Regions from separate parts of the Sus scrofa genome. Here region 1 is linked to region 2. Evidence: chromatin contacts called from public HiChIP or PLAC-seq data. All regions are on one chromosome and are shown on one strand. Each heading gives the region's core, a stretch centred on a gene start, on an enhancer-like site or on the middle of the called end of the contact. The rest is flanking DNA. Distances are from core to core; before and after follow the strand shown.

The links. HiChIP or PLAC-seq counts read pairs in DNA pulled down with a chosen protein or histone mark.
Region 1: an H3K27ac HiChIP or PLAC-seq map of alveolar macrophages shows a contact between it and region 2. The contact joins two enhancer-like sites. A contact is called at or near these places in 2 of 2 datasets of contacts at active chromatin or transcription factors (alveolar macrophages and skeletal muscle).

Annotation. Positions count from the first base shown.
Region 1 is chr9:44,454,831-44,459,108 of Sscrofa11.1, reverse strand. The region is part of intron 1 of SIK3 (serine/threonine-protein kinase SIK3); the gene reads left to right. Among named protein-coding and RNA genes, the nearest start is that of SIK3, 15 kb to the left of the region's middle. Within about 2 kb of position 1,893, at least 23 of the 83 cell types and tissues checked have an H3K27ac peak or open chromatin away from gene starts, as enhancers often do. A contact at or near this core is called in alveolar macrophages, where this site is marked.
Region 2 is chr9:44,284,758-44,288,768 of Sscrofa11.1, reverse strand. The region is part of intron 5 of SIK3 (serine/threonine-protein kinase SIK3); the gene reads left to right. Among named protein-coding and RNA genes, the nearest start is that of APOA1, 68 kb to the right of the region's middle. Within about 2 kb of position 1,853, at least 21 of the 83 cell types and tissues checked have an H3K27ac peak or open chromatin away from gene starts, as enhancers often do. A contact at or near this core is called in alveolar macrophages, where this site is marked.

The DNA of each region.
Region 1 (4,278 bases), core at 644-3,143, 170 kb before region 2:
AGGAACCATGAGGTTGCGGGTTCGATCCCTGGCCTTGCTCTGAGGCTTAAGGATCTGGCGTTGCCGTGAGCTGTGGTGTAGGTCGCAGACGTGGCTCGGATCCCGAGCTGCTGTGGCTCTGGTGTAGGCTGGTGGCTACAGCTCCGATTTGACCCCTAGCCTGGGAACCTCCATGTGCTGCGGGAGCAGCCCCAGAAAAGGCAAAAAGACTCGTATGAAGCAATACGAGTACAGAATCTCTTGAGTTTTTTTATTCTTTCACCCCCACCCCAGTCTTTATACTTGTCTCATCCACATCTAATTTGACTGTATAGTCATTTTAAGCTTTCAACTTAGTTTTAAAAGAAACATGTCTTTTCTTCCTGATTTCTCATCAGTTTACATACCTAATTAAATTGCATAAGTATAATAACAAGAGCAACTGGTATAAATAGGTTTGGGGAAAAACAGTTCTTGGTAAGCATGCAGCTTAATGGGCGGGCGGAGACATATACTGGCATAAGGGGGAGTAGCTGTTAATTGGGGTCAGTTTGTATGCTGGGGCACCAGTTGTTTTACAGAGGGAAGGGGAAGCATCACTTATTTTGGCAGATTGGTTGAGAGGTGGTGGGTTAAGAGAGCTTCTACATTAATATTACAATTGTGAATAAGTCAAAGTTGTTAGAGATTTGAGGGCATAATATTTTATAGAATCTTTTATTTGTAGTGTATGCTTCAGTGCAGTATTTTTGTCCACTTGTGTTAGAGTTTGCATGAGCTGAACCGAATTTGATAATGAACCAGTGATGTTAAAAATTTGGTGAGGGGGAGAAGTTCCCTTGTGGCACAGCGGGTTAAGGATCAGGCGTGGTTGTGGCTGTGGCACAGGTTGCATCTGCGGTGCTGGTTTGATCCCTGGCTGGGGAACCTCCACATGCCACAGACACGACACACACACACACACACAGATTCAGTGAGGAAACAACCAAAACTTTTTAGTTTTACAGGTTCACATCTGTTCACTGCCATTATGGTATTTCATGGAACAGGTTCTCGTTTTCATGTCATAAGTTGTTTTCCTGGCAAAAGAAGTCTTGGTTTATATACCACAAGGAACACAATTGTTGTTATGGAAGGCAGGAATAGAGCTGTTTGTTTCTTATTAGGATTAGCTGCGTACCTGCAGGATTTCTTCTTTCTTTCTGCTTCCTGCCTCTGTTGTCCTGTCTTTCTGTCAGAACGTTCTAATGTTGCATAAGCAGTGTTCTGACAATAGATGAGTTTCTTTGGTAGCTCATTTTTTAAAAGCCTCGAAATAATGTTTTTAGTGATTGTATGTTCTTGGCTTACTTTCCATTTCTACATCAACAGTGATATTGTTATTCTAGACAAATGGAGCAGTTGTATTCTAGCAATGATCTTTGTGTCCAAGTCAGCTGCAGAGATACCACAATCATATATTATACCTGAATAATATGTTATATGTGAATAGTAATTCAGGGAGGGGATTCAATTTTGAGATGTTACTTTTGGATCTCGGTAAAGGATTTTATAGTCCTCGAGAATAAAACTTATTTGAAGCATTGGCCTCTGACATGCAGAAGGGCAGCCAGTGATTTCAGCCCACTGCCTCTTCTGATCTCATTTTCCTTCTTCCTTTTCCGTCAGCAGCTGCATCCCGTGCCCAGCTCTAATTGAGCTCTTTGTAAAAGGGGTACTGTTATAGTGAGTCACAGCCTCTTATGTCAGTGGTGGTTAGATTTTTAGGCCAGGAATCCATTTTGGAATCCAGTTTGAAAACAACATTTCAGTTGTGTTACCTAAATTTCTCTTCCTTTCCTTATGCTAGTAGCAGAGTTTTCTGCCTTTCTAGCTCTTTGGGGAGCCTTTTTGGCCCATCAGAACTGCTCACGGCAGTCTGCAGTAATGAACTGAGCATTGCGGTGGGAGTCAGTGCACGTGTTTCCAGTTTCAGTTTTTACTAGCCTTAGTAAAACTTAACCCACTGGGCAAGTCACTTAACCTCATGGAGCTTCCAGCTTCTTCTTCTTCTTCTTCTTCTTCTTCTTTTTTTTTAAGGGCACATACCCACCACACATGGAGGTTCCCAGGCTAGGGGTAGAATCAGAGCTACAGCTGCTGGCCACTGCCATGCCACAACAATGCAGGATACGAGCCGAGTCTGTGACCTACACCACAGCTCATGGCAATGCCGGATCCCCAACCCACTGAGCAAGGCCAGGGATTGAACCCGCATCCTCATGGATACCAGTTGGATTTGTTGCAGCTGTGCCACGACGAGAACTCCCCAGCTTCTTTTTAATGTATGTATATTTTCTTAATTAAGATATAATTCGCATACCATATATTTTACCCAGTTCAGTGTTGTTTGTTTTTTTGGTATACTCACAGTATTGTGCAACCATCACCACAATCAATTTCAGAACATTTTCACTCCCCTGAAAAGGAGCAGCATACCCATTAGCAGTCACTGCAACCTTTCCTCACCTTCCCTGCCCACGCCCGAATCAGTCACTAATCAGTGTCTATAGATTTGCCCATTCTGGACATTTTTCTTTCTTTCTTTTTTTTTTTCTTTTCAGGGCTGCACCTGTGGCATATGGAGGTTTCCAGGCTAGAGGTCTAATCGGAGCCATAGCTGCTGGCCTACACCACAGCCTCAGCAAGGCCAGATCTGAGCCACGTCTGTGACCTACACCACAGCTCACGGCAACGCCGGGTGCTTAACCCACGGAGCGCAGCTAGGGATCAAACATGAAACCTCATGGTTCTTAATCGGATTCATTTCTGCTGCGCCACGCTGGGAACTCCCTTTCTGGACATTTCATATAAATGGAATCATACAATATAGGGCCTTTTGTGTCTGTCTTCTTTTCTTAGCATGATGTCTTCAGGGGTCATCTGTGTTGTAGCATGTCAATTTCCTTCCTTTTTATGAGTGGATGATATTCCATTGTATGGATATATTGCATTTTGTGTATCCATTCATGAGTTGATGAACTTTGTATTGTTTCCACTTTTTGGCTATTATAAACAATGCTATTATGAACATTCGTGTACAAGTTTTTGTGTGGACATATATTTTCATTTCTCTTGGGCATGTGCCCAGGAGTGGAATTCCTGTATCATAAACATTCCATGTTTAACTATTTGAGGAATTGTCAAACTGTTTTCCAAAATGGATGCACATTTTGCATTCCCACTAGTGTTGTATGAGGGTTCCAATTGACTTAGCCATCCAAGTGGATGTGAGGTGGTAGCTCATTATGGTTTTGCTTTGCATCTTAAGGCTCATAGTATTGAGCATCTTTTTATGTGCTAAGTAGTGTCTATTTAGATTCTTTCCCAATTTTTTAGTTAGGTTATTTGTCTTTTTTATTTGTTGACTTGTAAGAATTCTTTATATATTTTCTGGATACAAGTCCTTTATCAGATATATGACATACAGATATTTTCTCCTCATTTTGTAGGTTGTCTTTTCACTTTTGTGCTGGTTTTGAGACACAAAAGTTTTAATTTGGATGCTAGTTTCTTTATTTTTAAAGTTATTCTAACTCTGAAATTATATATTCTACTGTAGACATTTTCCTCTGTATTCATTCTGTACCTCTCTCCTGCTTTGGCAAAGTTCTCCCTTTACCAGGATATTTTGTAGCCTCAGAGTCTCTTTAAAAACATCTATCTATGTATCTATCTGATACATGTGTCTTATAAAATAATCAAACTCTACAAAATCTATAAGTGAAAATTCCTTCTTTCTGGAGAGAATATTGTTAACATTTTATAACCAGATATTTCATATTAACATTTTATGTTTTTCACTAAAAAAGGTCATGTCACATACCCAGTTTGCTACTTGCTTTTTTTAATTTATTCTTCCAATTTTATTGAGCTGTAATTGACAGACATCATTATATAAGTTAAAGGTGTACAGCATAATAACTTGACTTTACATACCTCATGAAGTGATTACCACAATGAATTTAGTGGGCATCCACCATCCCTTATAGATATGAAGTTAAAGAAATAGAAAAAAAATTTTTTTCCTTGTGAAATCCTTTCTTTTAGGACTTACTCTCTCAATTTTCATATATAACATATTATGGCAGTGTTAATTATATTTTTTGTGTCATACGTTACATCCATAGTACTTATTGATCGTATAACTGGAAGTTTGTAGCTTTTGACTGCCTTCATCCAGTTCCTCCTCCCCTCCCCCCTGCTCTGGTAGCCACAGATCTGATTGTTTTCTGTGAGTGAGTTTGTTTTTGAAATATG
Region 2 (4,011 bases), core at 604-3,103:
CCTTTCTAGGGCCGCTCCTGTGGCATATGGAGATTCACAGGCTAGGGGTCGAATTGGAGTGTAGCCGCCGGCCTACGCCAGAGCCATAGCAACACAGGATCCGAGCTGCGTCTGCGACCTACACCACAGCTCACAGCAACGCCAGATTCCTAACCCACTGAGCAAGGCCAGGGATCGAACTTGCAACCTCATGGTTCCTAGTTGGATTCATTAACCACTGAGCCACGGCAGGAACTCCTGCTTTTATTTTCTAGGTGACAACTTAGAACTTTTTATATATGGTCATATTTTCTTTTCTCCAAAAGAAGCCTTTTGATTATCAGACCATATACTTAATTTTTAAATTTGGAAAATATTGTTGTTATACCTATATGCTGTATTTGCATTTGGTGTCTTTAGCTTCTGTTGAGAACTCAGGGGAATTTTAGTTCATCATGTTCTATAAAGGACACACTAAAATTTTGTATAGTGTGCTCACCTATCAGTATTAGAAACTTACTGATTAAATGATTGGACTTTTATTTTTCTAAGTGATATGATTTAGATTGATGACTATAGTAGTATACATTAATGTTTGCAAGAATTCTAATGAATATTGTTTGTAAGTCTTATGCAAAGTGTCTCATTACAACCTTTCCCATTATACATCTACTTCAGTTCTGAGTTGGAGGAGTTCCCGTTGTGGCTCAGTGGAAATGAACCTGACTAGCATCCATGAGGACACAGGTTTGATCCCTGGCCTCGCTTAGTGGGTTAAGAATCTGGCATTGCTGTGAGCTTTGGCGTAGGTCACAGACTCAGCTTGGATCCCTCGTTGCTTTGTCTGTGGTGTAGGCCGGCAGCCACAGCTCCTATTTGACCCCTAGCCTGGGAACCTCCATGTGCTGTGGGTACAGCCCTAAAACAAAACAAAACAAAACAAAACAGAACAGAACAAAATACTGAGTTTGATGGGAGGATCCTATATTGGGAGGATTTTTTGTTTTTCATGAGAGAGGTTGGGGAAGTGCCATCTATAATTGAGTGGAGGGATTGGTTTATTACCTCGTTTAATATTAGCTGAGTTAGGAGTTCCCCTCGTGGCGCAGTGGTTAATGAATCCGACGAGGAACCATGAAGTTGCGGGTTCGTTCCCTGCCCTTGCTCAGTGGGTTAAGGATCCGGCGTTGCCGTAATCTGTGGTGTAGGTTGTAGACTCGGCTCGGATCCCGCGTTGCTGTGGCTCTGGTGTAGGCTGGCAGCTATAGCTCCGATTAGACCCCTAGCCTGGAAACCTCCATATGCCGTGGGAGCGGCCCAAGAAATGGCAAAAAGACAAAAAATAAAATAAAAATAAAAAAATAAAATTAGCTGAGTTAAGTGATCCTAACTGCTTAGGTATTTTAAAGCTTTGGGGGGAAAATACATATCATTCATTGAAAATACCAGTATAATGCTGGTTCAGCATTTTGTTTTTAAACTTTCGTTTTCCACAGAGATAGTCATCATCCCATATAGAAACACAGTGCTAGGGAGTTGTGGAGGGTCTGATTACTAAGATGAAGTGATGGTGTGGAGGAGCCGCGTTTATGGTGTAAGAGTAGGAGTTGCAGCACAGTGGTCCTATGACAGCCTTCTACCACGTTACCAAGAGGATGCACGTACTCTTTCAATCTTCCGAATATTATCTGCCCCCCGCCCCAATTTTGACCTCCCTTGTTTCCTTAAACTAAACCAAGTCTCCCCCTTCTCAAATTAGCTGATTACTGGATTTTTTTTTTCCCATGAAGTAATTTCTCTTGTGTATAAATACTCAAGCCATGAGTCAGTAGTTTTTGGCATTACTTCTCCATTAGCTCCTAGTTAGGAAGTTCAGCCAGAGGGTAGAGGGATTGCTAAACATTGAGGACTTCCCAAGACTCCTTTTAAGAGTGAACTAATATTGAGACTCCTGGGAACTTTGAAACTCATCCTTCATCACTACTAAGATTCTGAGATCCATGCAGTTCACTCCTGTTGCATTCAGTTTCAAATAAAGCTTTTGGGTCACAGGATTTCTAAGCTAGTAATATTGCGTAGGAAAAGCAAGGTTAGTTCCTTCTCCATGTCATGTTCTGTGTTAATAGTCCATCAATCTAAATCCTGTTTATAAAGTGTTCTTTCACGGGTCTTAACCTTTGGTTCTCTAAGTCGTCTCTAGCAAGAATACCTGACAGTGTTGTGGCTCCCACCCTATACTTATTAGCCCACTGAGAAATTAAACAAGGGCCAAAATTATTTCTATTTTTGGTCTTTGTCTCTAATCCAAGTGAAGCATTGGGGTTATGAGTCCTAAGAAGCTTTCAGATTTTAAAACATGAAGGATCTTGTCATAGTATTTTCTGGTGTTTTTTTAGGAAAATAATTTATGAAATATAAATAATAATTAATAATAATATATAATATTATAAATAATAAACAATATAAATAATTATTTTCCCACTTTTTTCCTCTGGCCCCTACTTCTAAGCTGTTTGCTTATATCAGTGAGGAAGTGAAATGAAGCAGGAGTTACTGCTGGGCGCACTGGCTGTCAGTTGTCATAGTACTACTGTCTTACCTTCACAGACGTTGTGAACATTTGGAACTGGCTACAGGCTGGGCCAGTTACATCTGCTTTTGGGTTGCTCCTTGGGTCAGCCAAGAAGGAAGTCAAGGGTATTGCTTCTGAGGTGGTGGACCAAATAAGAAAATTTCCTCTTGCAATCGTCTTGATTTGCCGCCCATTCTCTCTTTGTTCTTACCACATAGGCATACCCAGTTGATGACATACCTCCTATTAGGGCTACAGAATCGCTGCCCGGTATAGCCCCAGGCTCCTGTCCTGCCTTAAACAAAGAATTTCAAGTCTCAAAATTGATAGTAAAGCTCTGGTATTTAAATCGTCCCTAGAAGACAAACATATGGTTCAAATTAAAGTCTGCTGCTCTGTATTAAGAGAAAAGGATGTAAGATAGCATTTCAGCCTGCAGGCAAACACTAACTAGCAGGGTGTCGGGGGTTGGAAAAGAGACTTAACAAATTATGTTAGGAGCCACTTAGGAGTAGAGAAATAAAGGACCAGAGGCCACATGAAGAGAACAGCTCCACCCCCATGGCTTCTGTTCAGTGAACTTGGGTATTCATTTTAACCAGTTTCTTCTCTTGGTTCTCCCTTTTCTTTTGTAACTGTAGAATATTAATCATTTTCATGTTGAATCTATAGGTCATAAATTTTTCCTGTTGCCAGGATATAAAGTATCTTTATGGCATCTTTGTACCTGAGAATTTTCTGAAATTAACTGCTCTGTACTTTAGGGTTTTTTTTTTTGTTTTTTTTTGCCTTTTTAGGGCTGCACCCACAGCATATGGAGGTTCCCAGGCTAGGGGTCTAATCGGAGCTGTTGTCACCAGCCTACGCCAGAGCCACAGCAACACCAGATCCGAGCCGCATCTGCAACCTACACCGCAGCTCATGGCAACCCTGGATCCTTTACCCACTGAGCTAAGCCAGGGATCAAACCTGCAACCTCAGGGTTCCTAGTCGAATTCGTTTCTGCTGCTCCATGACGGGAACTCTGAGAGCACAGAAATTCTTGATAGGGCTTTGTTGTTCACCCCACCTCCTCTCTGACGTAATTAGTGCACTTCAGAATCACAAAGTGTGTATACTTAGCCTTTTGAACATACACTGAATCTGTTCCCTTCTTTACCTTAAATTTCTGTGTTATTTTTATTGTTTTTCTTGTTTTTCATTTGTGTGGACATTGCCCCTCTTTCACTTTTCCTTTGTATTGCACCAGGGTTCTTTATCCTATGCCATGTGAATGGAACTTGGGATGCTGTGTAGTTTATTTTACTCATGACCCCTCATTAGAATGATTTCAGGCTGACATGAGCTTGGGCCATAGAGCACTTCAGAATTCTTCAGGGTGGTAATTGTGGAAAGCTAAAAGAAGATAGTGGCTGACTACTAGGTGCCTGAAGTTGGAAAGAAATACTTAGGGTCTGTCC